Linked DNA regions of Mus musculus: regions 1 and 3 are each linked to region 2. The links are chromatin contacts, called in public HiChIP or PLAC-seq maps. All regions are on one chromosome and are shown on one strand. The core of a region is the stretch at or near the end of the contact, and the rest is flanking DNA. Distances in the headings are between cores, read along the strand shown.

The links. HiChIP or PLAC-seq counts read pairs in DNA pulled down with a chosen protein or histone mark.
Region 1: an H3K4me3 HiChIP or PLAC-seq map of bone marrow-derived macrophages shows a contact between it and region 2, with 4 times the contacts expected there. The contact joins the enhancer-like site here to the promoter of Uvssa in region 2. A contact is called at or near these places in 22 of 39 promoter capture datasets (the 3T3-L1 cell line, 3T3-L1-derived adipocytes, the C10 cell line and 14 more), 1 of 15 datasets of contacts at CTCF or cohesin (the NIH/3T3 cell line), 10 of 484 Hi-C or Micro-C datasets (the C10 cell line, bone marrow-derived macrophages, cranial neural crest and 7 more), 14 of 115 datasets of contacts at active chromatin or transcription factors (the 230-238 cell line, the SCID.adh cell line, acute myeloid leukemia and 6 more) and 3 of 9 other capture datasets (adipose tissue, liver and pancreatic islet).
Region 3: a contact with region 2 is called in an H3K27ac HiChIP or PLAC-seq map of embryonic stem cells, with 6 read pairs. The contact joins the enhancer-like site here to the promoter of Uvssa in region 2. A contact is called at or near these places in 4 of 39 promoter capture datasets (hippocampal neurons, liver, second pharyngeal arch cranial neural crest and 1 more), 1 of 15 datasets of contacts at CTCF or cohesin (the NIH/3T3 cell line), 8 of 484 Hi-C or Micro-C datasets (the C2C12 cell line, the Patski cell line, arterial endothelial cells and 5 more), 4 of 115 datasets of contacts at active chromatin or transcription factors (the SCID.adh cell line and embryonic stem cells) and 1 of 9 other capture datasets (pancreatic islet).

What each region holds. Positions count from the first base shown.
Region 1 is chr5:33,253,299-33,255,998 of GRCm38.p6, forward strand. All of the region lies in intron 5 of Ctbp1 (C-terminal binding protein 1), which reads right to left. Among named protein-coding and RNA genes, the nearest start is that of Ctbp1, 20 kb to the right of the region's middle. Within about 2 kb of position 1,308, at least 5 of the 459 cell types and tissues checked have an H3K27ac peak or open chromatin away from gene starts, as enhancers often do. A contact at or near this core is called in bone marrow-derived macrophages and liver, where this site is marked.
Region 2 is chr5:33,377,393-33,380,099 of GRCm38.p6, forward strand. Uvssa (UV stimulated scaffold protein A) reads left to right here and starts at 1,304. Exons shown (of 14, transcript NM_001081101.2): 1 at 1,304-1,610; 2 at 1,834-1,933. The coding sequence starts at 1,836.
Region 3 is chr5:33,500,528-33,503,227 of GRCm38.p6, forward strand. No RefSeq gene overlaps it. Among named protein-coding and RNA genes, the nearest start is that of Nkx1-1, 68 kb to the left of the region's middle. Within about 2 kb of position 1,439, at least 13 of the 459 cell types and tissues checked have an H3K27ac peak or open chromatin away from gene starts, as enhancers often do. A contact at or near this core is called in embryonic stem cells, where this site is marked.

The sequences.
Region 1 (2,700 bases), core at 58-2,557, 120 kb before region 2:
GAGCTGATTCTAAAGTCAAACTATCAGAAATGAATGACATGGCCAGGTGTGGTGGTGCACACCTTTAATGACTTTAATTTCAGCACTTGGGAGGCAAAGGCAAGCACCTACGTGAGTTCAAAAAAGAATCTTAAACAACCCCTTACACTAAAAGAAAGAAAAAGAAATGAATGATATGGATGATGGTTTGAATAAAAATGGACCCCATAAGACTATAGGGAGTGGCACTATTAGTTGCCTTGTTGGAGGAAGTGTGATTCAGTCTCTTCCTGCTGCCTTCTGATCAAGATGTGGAACTCTCAGCTCCTTCTCCAGCACCATGTCTGCCTGCATAAACCCTTGAACTATAGGGCAGCCCCGACTAAATGTTTTCCTTTAAAAGAGTTGCCATGGTCATGATGTCTCTTCACAGCAACAGAAACCCTAAGACAGACGTTGGAAATGGGGACTGTGATATTGCTGTGATAGGCTGGTCCATGATTTTGTTTGAAGGAATGTGGACTTTGGATTAGAAAAACAGTGGAATGCTTTAAGCATTGCTTAATGGGTCACACTAGTAAGAACATGGAAGGAAGTGGTGCTGGGGGGTGCTGGGGGGTAAATTGAACTGTAGGGCCCTGGCCTAAGAGGTTTCAAAAGATAAGAATTTTAGTATGTGGCCTAGAGATTGTTCTTGTGATATTTTGACAAAGAATAAGGCTACTTTTTGCCTTTGTCCAAAAAGTCTGCCTGAAGCTAAATTGAGTATTTATGGATTAATTAAGTTGGCAGAGGATATCTCAAAACCGCCTAGTATTGACTCTATCCTGGGGTTCTTAGTGCTCTTATGGAAATCTGTAATGAAGAGACACAAGCTGAGCAAGGAAAAAATACAAAATGTACAATTTGAGGAGGAAAGGAACACCAGACTGTATCTTGTGAAGTGGACTCAGTCATGTCATATGATGTTTTTCTGAAATTGTCTTATGAGAAAATGCTTGACTGAGAATAGACACATGGTGCTTTTCTGGAAGCAGCTTGAAAAAGGGCATGTGATGTTTTGCTGGAGCAGACACTTAAGAGGAACCATGATATTTGGAAAGGGTATAAGGATGATTCAGCAGACAGTGGACAAAAGTATGGTATTGGTTCACTTTACTGGTCTTCATTGGGCTTTGCTGATGCTGCTCTTTACTGACGATGCTGTGGCATTGGTTTGCCTTGCCCTCTTTGCTGATCATCTTTGTTGTGACTTCATAGAGAAAAATGTACCAGAGACCTTCTGGTGATGTTCTGGCAGCTTCTTGCTGCTTCCATGGACTCAGGCCAATTGGCAAAGTCACGTAGTTTCTTCTGGATGGAACTGCTGATTCGTGAATGGTGTTTGCAAGTGGACTGAGCTACCACTGCTGATTCTCGTGAACTGAACTGCTGATATCCTGACAGCGAAGATTGCAATCACCCCAAAGAACTATTTCTAAACAGGCCCACATCCTCCTTTGCTCTATGAACCTTTCCTTTCCACTCCCTCTGGTGGGTGGTGGGCTAGAAGGAAAGTTAAAGCAGTTAAGAACCCTAATTAGAGTAGGTTTTGAAAAATCTAAGCCTACAATCATGTGTTCAAGAAGATACACAGATTAAAGAAAAGCCTGATATTAAATGGAATAGAGGGAGTAGTGACCTCAGGGCAAGACTCCACCCAGCTAAGTTTCCAATTTGTGGAAAGGAATTGATGAAAAGTTCATGTCTAAGCATGATGGTGCACACCTTTAATCCCAGCACTGAGGAGCCTGAAGCAAGCAGACTTCAGAGTTCAAGGACAGCCTGGTCTACAAAGCAAGTTCCAAGACAGCCAAGATTAAGTAGTGAAGGAAATTGTCAAAACCAGAAAGCTAATAAAGATGTAATTAAATGAAGGGGCCATGCTTCAACCCCAGTAAGCAGCAGAACTTGGCAGCTTTCAGACACATGGTTCTGAGTTTAAGAGTCAAAGATAGAAAAAAGGGGTTATGGAATCTCCCTCCATGACTAAGAAAGCTACTTAGGCCAGGAATATCCCTGCATGGGGGCCTAGAGAGGGCTACGGAGAAAGAAGCATCATTGTATAGATCAAAGAGAACTGGAGAAAGGAAACACAAGTTTGTTTGAGAATGCACTATGGGTGCTAATCTGAGTGATCTCAACTTGGTTATTGGGGGGGGCGGGAACAAGAGAAGGAGAGAGATTGAGAGTGATTTATTTCTGGACTGACAGATACTACTGTACACTGGGAGTTGGGGTCCAAAAGAGCTAGCAAAATCCAAAAGCGTTTCAATGTCTTTAAAGAAAGTGATGCCTGTTGTGGTGGTCTGAATGAGAGTGGCTCCCATAGGCTCATATATTTGAATGCTTGGTCACCAGTTCATGGAACTATTTGGGAAGGATTAGGAGGTGTGTCATTGGGGGTGGGCGTTAAGGTTTCAAAACCCCACACCACTCCCAGCTTGCTATCATGTTAACATTTATTCATTTTGTCTCTGTCTCCGTCTCCCCGTGTCCCCGTGTCCCCATGTCTCCGTCTCCGTCTCCGCCTCCGCCTCCCTCCCTCCCTCCCTACCTCTCTCCCTCTCCCTTGTGGTTGTGAATCAGATGTAAACTCTCAGCTACTTCTCCAGCACTATGCCTGCCTGCTGCCATGTTCCTCACCATGATGGTTATGGAGACTCTACCCTTCTGGACCCA
Region 2 (2,707 bases), core at 54-2,553:
ACATGGTGGAGAGAACCACCTCTCAGAAATTGTCCTGATCATACTAGGGAGGGTCCCACCTTCTAACCCCCCAATAAAAAAAAATGTAATAATATCTTAAAGACATTTCATTCTCTTTAAATTTTGGGGGTGGGATGGGTGGGGGCAATCTGTGCATGTAAAATGAGAAACTACAGTCCACGATCAATCTCACGAGTGTATGAGGACTGGGACCTGCCAAGAGGTGGTGGGAAGAGCTCAGATTCCAAACATCACAAGTTGAGTTGCCAGATCCTCACATATTGAACACAACACAAATGAACGGGGGAGGGGGGGGGAGGGGACGGACGTGTCGGGGGAGTCCAGTTGACTTTGTTCACTGACCCGGATTCAGGGAAGGGTAGGTAAGTGGGTGGGACAGTAGGCACACCATGCTTTTAACAGTCTAGTCCAGAAGCTCAAGACCGTCCTGCAGGACACACAAACTGGCTGAATGCCCGCTCTATGGGTGCAGACCCGAACCCCAAACCGGATACACAGGGAGACCGGTGTATGCTTCTCCTTTGCTAAGCGAAGCAGGAGCTGACAGCGGAAAGGCAGAGCGAGTTGTGAGCCGGCTAAGGCGGCAGTATCCGGGGTCTGTGCGTTCAAGAGTTGGGCTGAAGCAGCGTGAGGTTGGTAGAGGCCAGAGTCCTGAACACTGTGAAGCTGTAGGAAGGGAGCAAGCAGCTCTAGCCGAGAGCTGACATATCTTCTACAATCATCTACGTTGAGACTGAACTGACATTTTAAAACATCCAATCAGTGCAACCACCACTACCCCAGGGCAGCCTTGCAACGGTGCCTCCCACCATAGCCTGTCCTGGGGTGGACAACTGACCCGGTCAGGGAGGCGGGCCGACCCTTCCCAACCGGACTTGCGCCCAGATTCCCTTCTGAGCTTTCTTAGCAGATATACAGAGGCTGTACATAGGCCGCGAGCCTCCTGGTGGCCAGAGAACTGATCCCCAGATCAAAACTTCTTTCTGCACCTCAGTCTCATACTCCTGACCCAAAGCCACCGCCCCTTTAAGAACTTGCCGGGCCCTCCCGCCTCCTTTTTCTCGCGCTTAGTTCTTCTCGATCTGCCCCGCCCCCTGGAGGAGCGTTGCGTCACCGCGTTGCCGCGTCCTCGCGCCTGCGCTGTGGAGCCGCTCCAGGCAAATGACGGAGACGGGTGGCTGCCTCATCTGAAAGGGACTGGACCAGAGCGGGCGCGTCGCGGTGACTTCCGCTCCTGCGCCGCGGGTCTTCGCGAGTGTGTGCCCGCTGCTCTCTGGGGCCTGTAACAGAGAGAGCTCTGTCTACACCGGAAGGGGTGGGCGAAACAAGCTGCTGCATCCTGCGGGCCGTGTCACCGGGGCTGAGGGACGCTGGTACTACGTCTCCTGAGGCAGCGAGTGCGGCGGACTGAGGGTCGTGGCTGGTCAGATTCTCGGCCCGCAGGGTCGGATCAGTCGCCCCCGCAGTTGTCCAGAGACTGTCGCTTGCAGAGAGCGAGTTTCTTGTGCGGCCAGTTTGCTTAAAATTTAGTGACATTTCCCCTTAGCCCGCGGTAACGTCACCCACACAGCTGACCGAAGACTGCCGGAGTTAGTCTCATCTTTAAAACCTTAGCTAATTATCACCGAAGGGCTTGATGGCCTTCCGTGGGAATGTGGTGGCTAGCCTTCTTCGCCTGGGAGACAACCTACAGAGACACCCTAGGGCCTTTGCCGTAATCCCCAGTATTTGGAGTCCCCCATAAACTTAAAACTAAGACCGTGAAGTATTTATTGTATGTTAACTCAGCATCTCCGCGTCCCTTGTTTCTAGATATGGATCAGAAACTTTCACAGTTGATAGAGGAGCTCACAACTTCAGGAGAATCCCAACTCAATGCTCAGAAAATGAAGGAACTGAAGAAAATTTGCAAGTATGTATTGAGGCTAAATGTGCCAATGTCCCCTGAGCACCCACACCGTGGAGATTGTGGACCCTCTGCCCTCTTGTACACCTCTGCCACCTCCTGCATTCACTACCTAGGAAGGAATTATCTGATCACCAGGGCATGGTGGCATTTGCCTGTTGTGAGGTAGAGTTGGGAGTAGCATGAGTTCCCCGCAGCTTGGGCTACATAGTAAGGCCTTGTCTCAGGAACCACTAAAGGATTTCTGGGGCTGTAATCCTGGTGTACCTGGGTCCAGAATGTCGCGCAAACTCTGAACTTGGTGCCTCTGACGATTTCTGTAAGGTATAAAGCTATCACACTATGTCAGTAAAAGTAGATCCTCTTCTTTTCCGTTGGAGTAAAGAGTTCATGATTGGGTCAGTGGCTCTGGCCTCCCCACCCCCGCCCCACCCCCAGGGATGCTCAGGAGCCCCAAGCATGCTGTCCCCAAGCAAACTGTACCACTGAGCTACCTATTATTATCATCATCATCATCATTATTATTATTATTATTATTATTATTATTATTTCTCCTTCTCCTCCTCCTCTCCCTCCTCCTCCTCCTCCTCCTCCTCCTCCTCCTCCTCCTCCTTCTTCTTCTTCTTCTTCTCTCTCTCTCTCTCTCTCTCTCTCTCTCTCTCTCTCTGACAGATTCTCATGTAGCCCAGGTTAACCTCTTTACTATGTAGCTAAGGCTGGCTGTGAATTTCTGATCTTCCTGCTTCCACTTAAGTGTTCCTTTGGGGTCATAGGCATGTA
Region 3 (2,700 bases), core at 189-2,688, 120 kb after region 2:
ATTAATTATATTTCTCTCACTAATGGGCTGCTTACTTTATGATGTGGGGACACAAAAGTAAATTTTAAAATCAATTATACAATTACATATGTAGCAATAACAGAGTACACGGCTAATCCCCGCCGGGTCAGAACAGCAACCTTCCAATAATGCAGGTTTCATTAGGGGAAGGGCTGTTATTGCCAAGAATTACAGAAATAATGGGAGTGGGTGTATTCAGCGAGAAGTAACAAATGAGGCTGCTCTGGAGATAAGACGCCGAGCCGGCTGCTCACGAGCACCGTGGAGGCCGAGTACATCGGGGGTCACTAGCGCCGGGGAACAGGAATTAATTTTAGACGCTTCCTGGAGCCCAGAGGGTGGGAGAGTGGGGGCTTCTGTTGAGCCCAGAGGTGGGAGGACCGGTGGGAGCGAAGCAGAAGCCCCTCACTCAGCCACACACACACCCGCCCCTTTCTAGGGCTCTCAGGCTGTAAGCCCCTCCACTACGTATACTGCAGCAGATCAGTCCTTGCTGCCACACGCATTTGTGGTCATTCCTGATCTCAGGGGTCAATGTTAGGTGCAGGGTGGGGAATGTCTCTAATATGTGCCCTGGTCTAGATCCGAGGAGGCCAGGTGAGCCACTGGAAGTGTGCACAGTAGGGATAGGCCTCCGAGACCAGCATGGAGCTCTTCCCAGGTTTAAAGGTGGGCCACCACCTCAGGGATTGTTTCCAGGAGGGGGTTTCAGCAGAGTCCAGTCTGCCAAGCAGGCAGCCAGAGTAGCTGGAAGGGCACTGGCTGTGAGGTGGCGCTCTCCGGAAGGCAGCCCACCTCCACACAGACCTTGTGATGGTCAGGGCAGCAACCATCTTCCCTGATGCCCCGCCCCCGGAAGGAGGAGGGGCTTTGGCAAACAGTAGCAGGTCTCCCAGTGAGCTGGCACCTCCCGTTTGTGCTGAGGGGACTTGAAGCTTGGCCACTTAGAGAATCACCAAGGCCACTACTCAAGGGTCTCTGGGCTGGGACCAGGGCTAGCGGAACCAGCCTGCTCCATATGGTACCCGGAGATCAAGCTGCTGGGTCTCTAGTGAGACATCTTCCCCCGTAATTGGAGCAGGACTGAGGCTAGGACCTTTTGCTACAGGGTCCTTAAACCAGCTCCTAAAGGGTTTCCGGCAACACAGAGAACCGTGGCCAGAAGCAAGGGCCACATTGCTGCCTTGTCCTCAGAAGCTCACACACATCCTCAAGTCATCCCCCTGTAAGTGAGGGGTGAAACTAGAAGACCTAAGTAAAGCCAGGGCAGCTTGGGGAGACTTACTCTCTCCCAGCCTCAGAGGCTGCTGCAGGCATCCCAGATTGCCCCCATCCCCCCTCACATACACACCAGTGGCTGCGGCAGGTGGGTGGCTCGAGACAGGACAGAAAGAACCGCCCAAGTGCTTCAGAGTCCTAAGTGATTACGAGAGGCCACCGGGTTACCATGCATGTAAATGAAGCCAAGACAGCCCATGGATCAGGCCTTTTCTTCCAGGCGCCAGCAAAGAGACTCTGATAAGGGGATCTTTGTAATTACACGGAGCTACACTGGTCAATTCTGACTTTTAAATACTGTAGGGCCCGAGAAAGGAGAAGAAAGCCGGAACACATGTTCTCTGGGGCAATAGCTTCAGCTCCTTTTGAATTTGCCGTCTTGCCGCAGAGCCCGCAGCCACGGCCGCCCGCCTCCTTTGTGAGCGCTATCGCTCCATCACAGCGCAAGATCATTTCCAAATTAAATTTTATGGTCCATTACTTACTGCACCGACACTGGTCTAATGGAATCTTAAGTGGAACTGACTGGACCTGCGTGGGGCCGGCCTCTCAGTTAAGATGTTATTTAGTTCTAATTATCAGATAATGAACTCGGGAAATTTAATTTTTAATATTTGTATGTCAAAAGTCCATCGGGTTTTGGTTAGAGTTTAAATTAGAAGTTAACCTGGGTTGAGCACCAGTCTCAGGACTTGCTTTTCTGAGGACGGAGGCCACACAAAGCCCCTACTGTGGGCTGCCTGTTTCCAGATGCTGGACCTAATGTCCCCAAGGGAACCCAGCAGGAAGCATTCCAAACCCACACCCTGGCTCTGGCCTGCTTCAGGGCAGCATGGTGCAAGGCAGACCAGGGACTTGAGAGCTCAGGGCCAGGTATCTATCTGCAGGCATGTTAGAAGGAGCCATCACCCAGATCTATGGCCCTGTGCTAGCGTCACAAGTGCCCTGGTTTGCACAGGGGCCTGCCTCCTGTGTCCCCCAGCTGACAGAGAGGCAGCGTGTCTGGGTGGGAAACATCTTTGGGAGGACATTATTTGGTCGCCGGAGGCCAGCCAAGTCTCTGGTTTGATTAACTTTATATTCACGCAGACACTCATGGAGCAGGCTTGTTAGCTTGGGTACATCCAAGAATCTTTGGCAAAGCCAGGCTCTGTGCTCTACCCCACTATGGCCTAGACCCAAAGTTGAATGCTCCAACTGCCCCAGGGGGCTCACTGGTCCTTCTTCAGTGCAATCAACCCCCAGGGTTTGAGGCCATAGCCACCAGACACACAGAAACTGGAGCAGAAGGGGTGGCAAGAGAGTCTCCTGGAGGTGAAATGGCTGAGGGTACCCTGGAGGATTATGGGATTGGCAGTAGAATTGGAGATGACTAGCTGAGGTGAGAGGCCTCCTCCACGA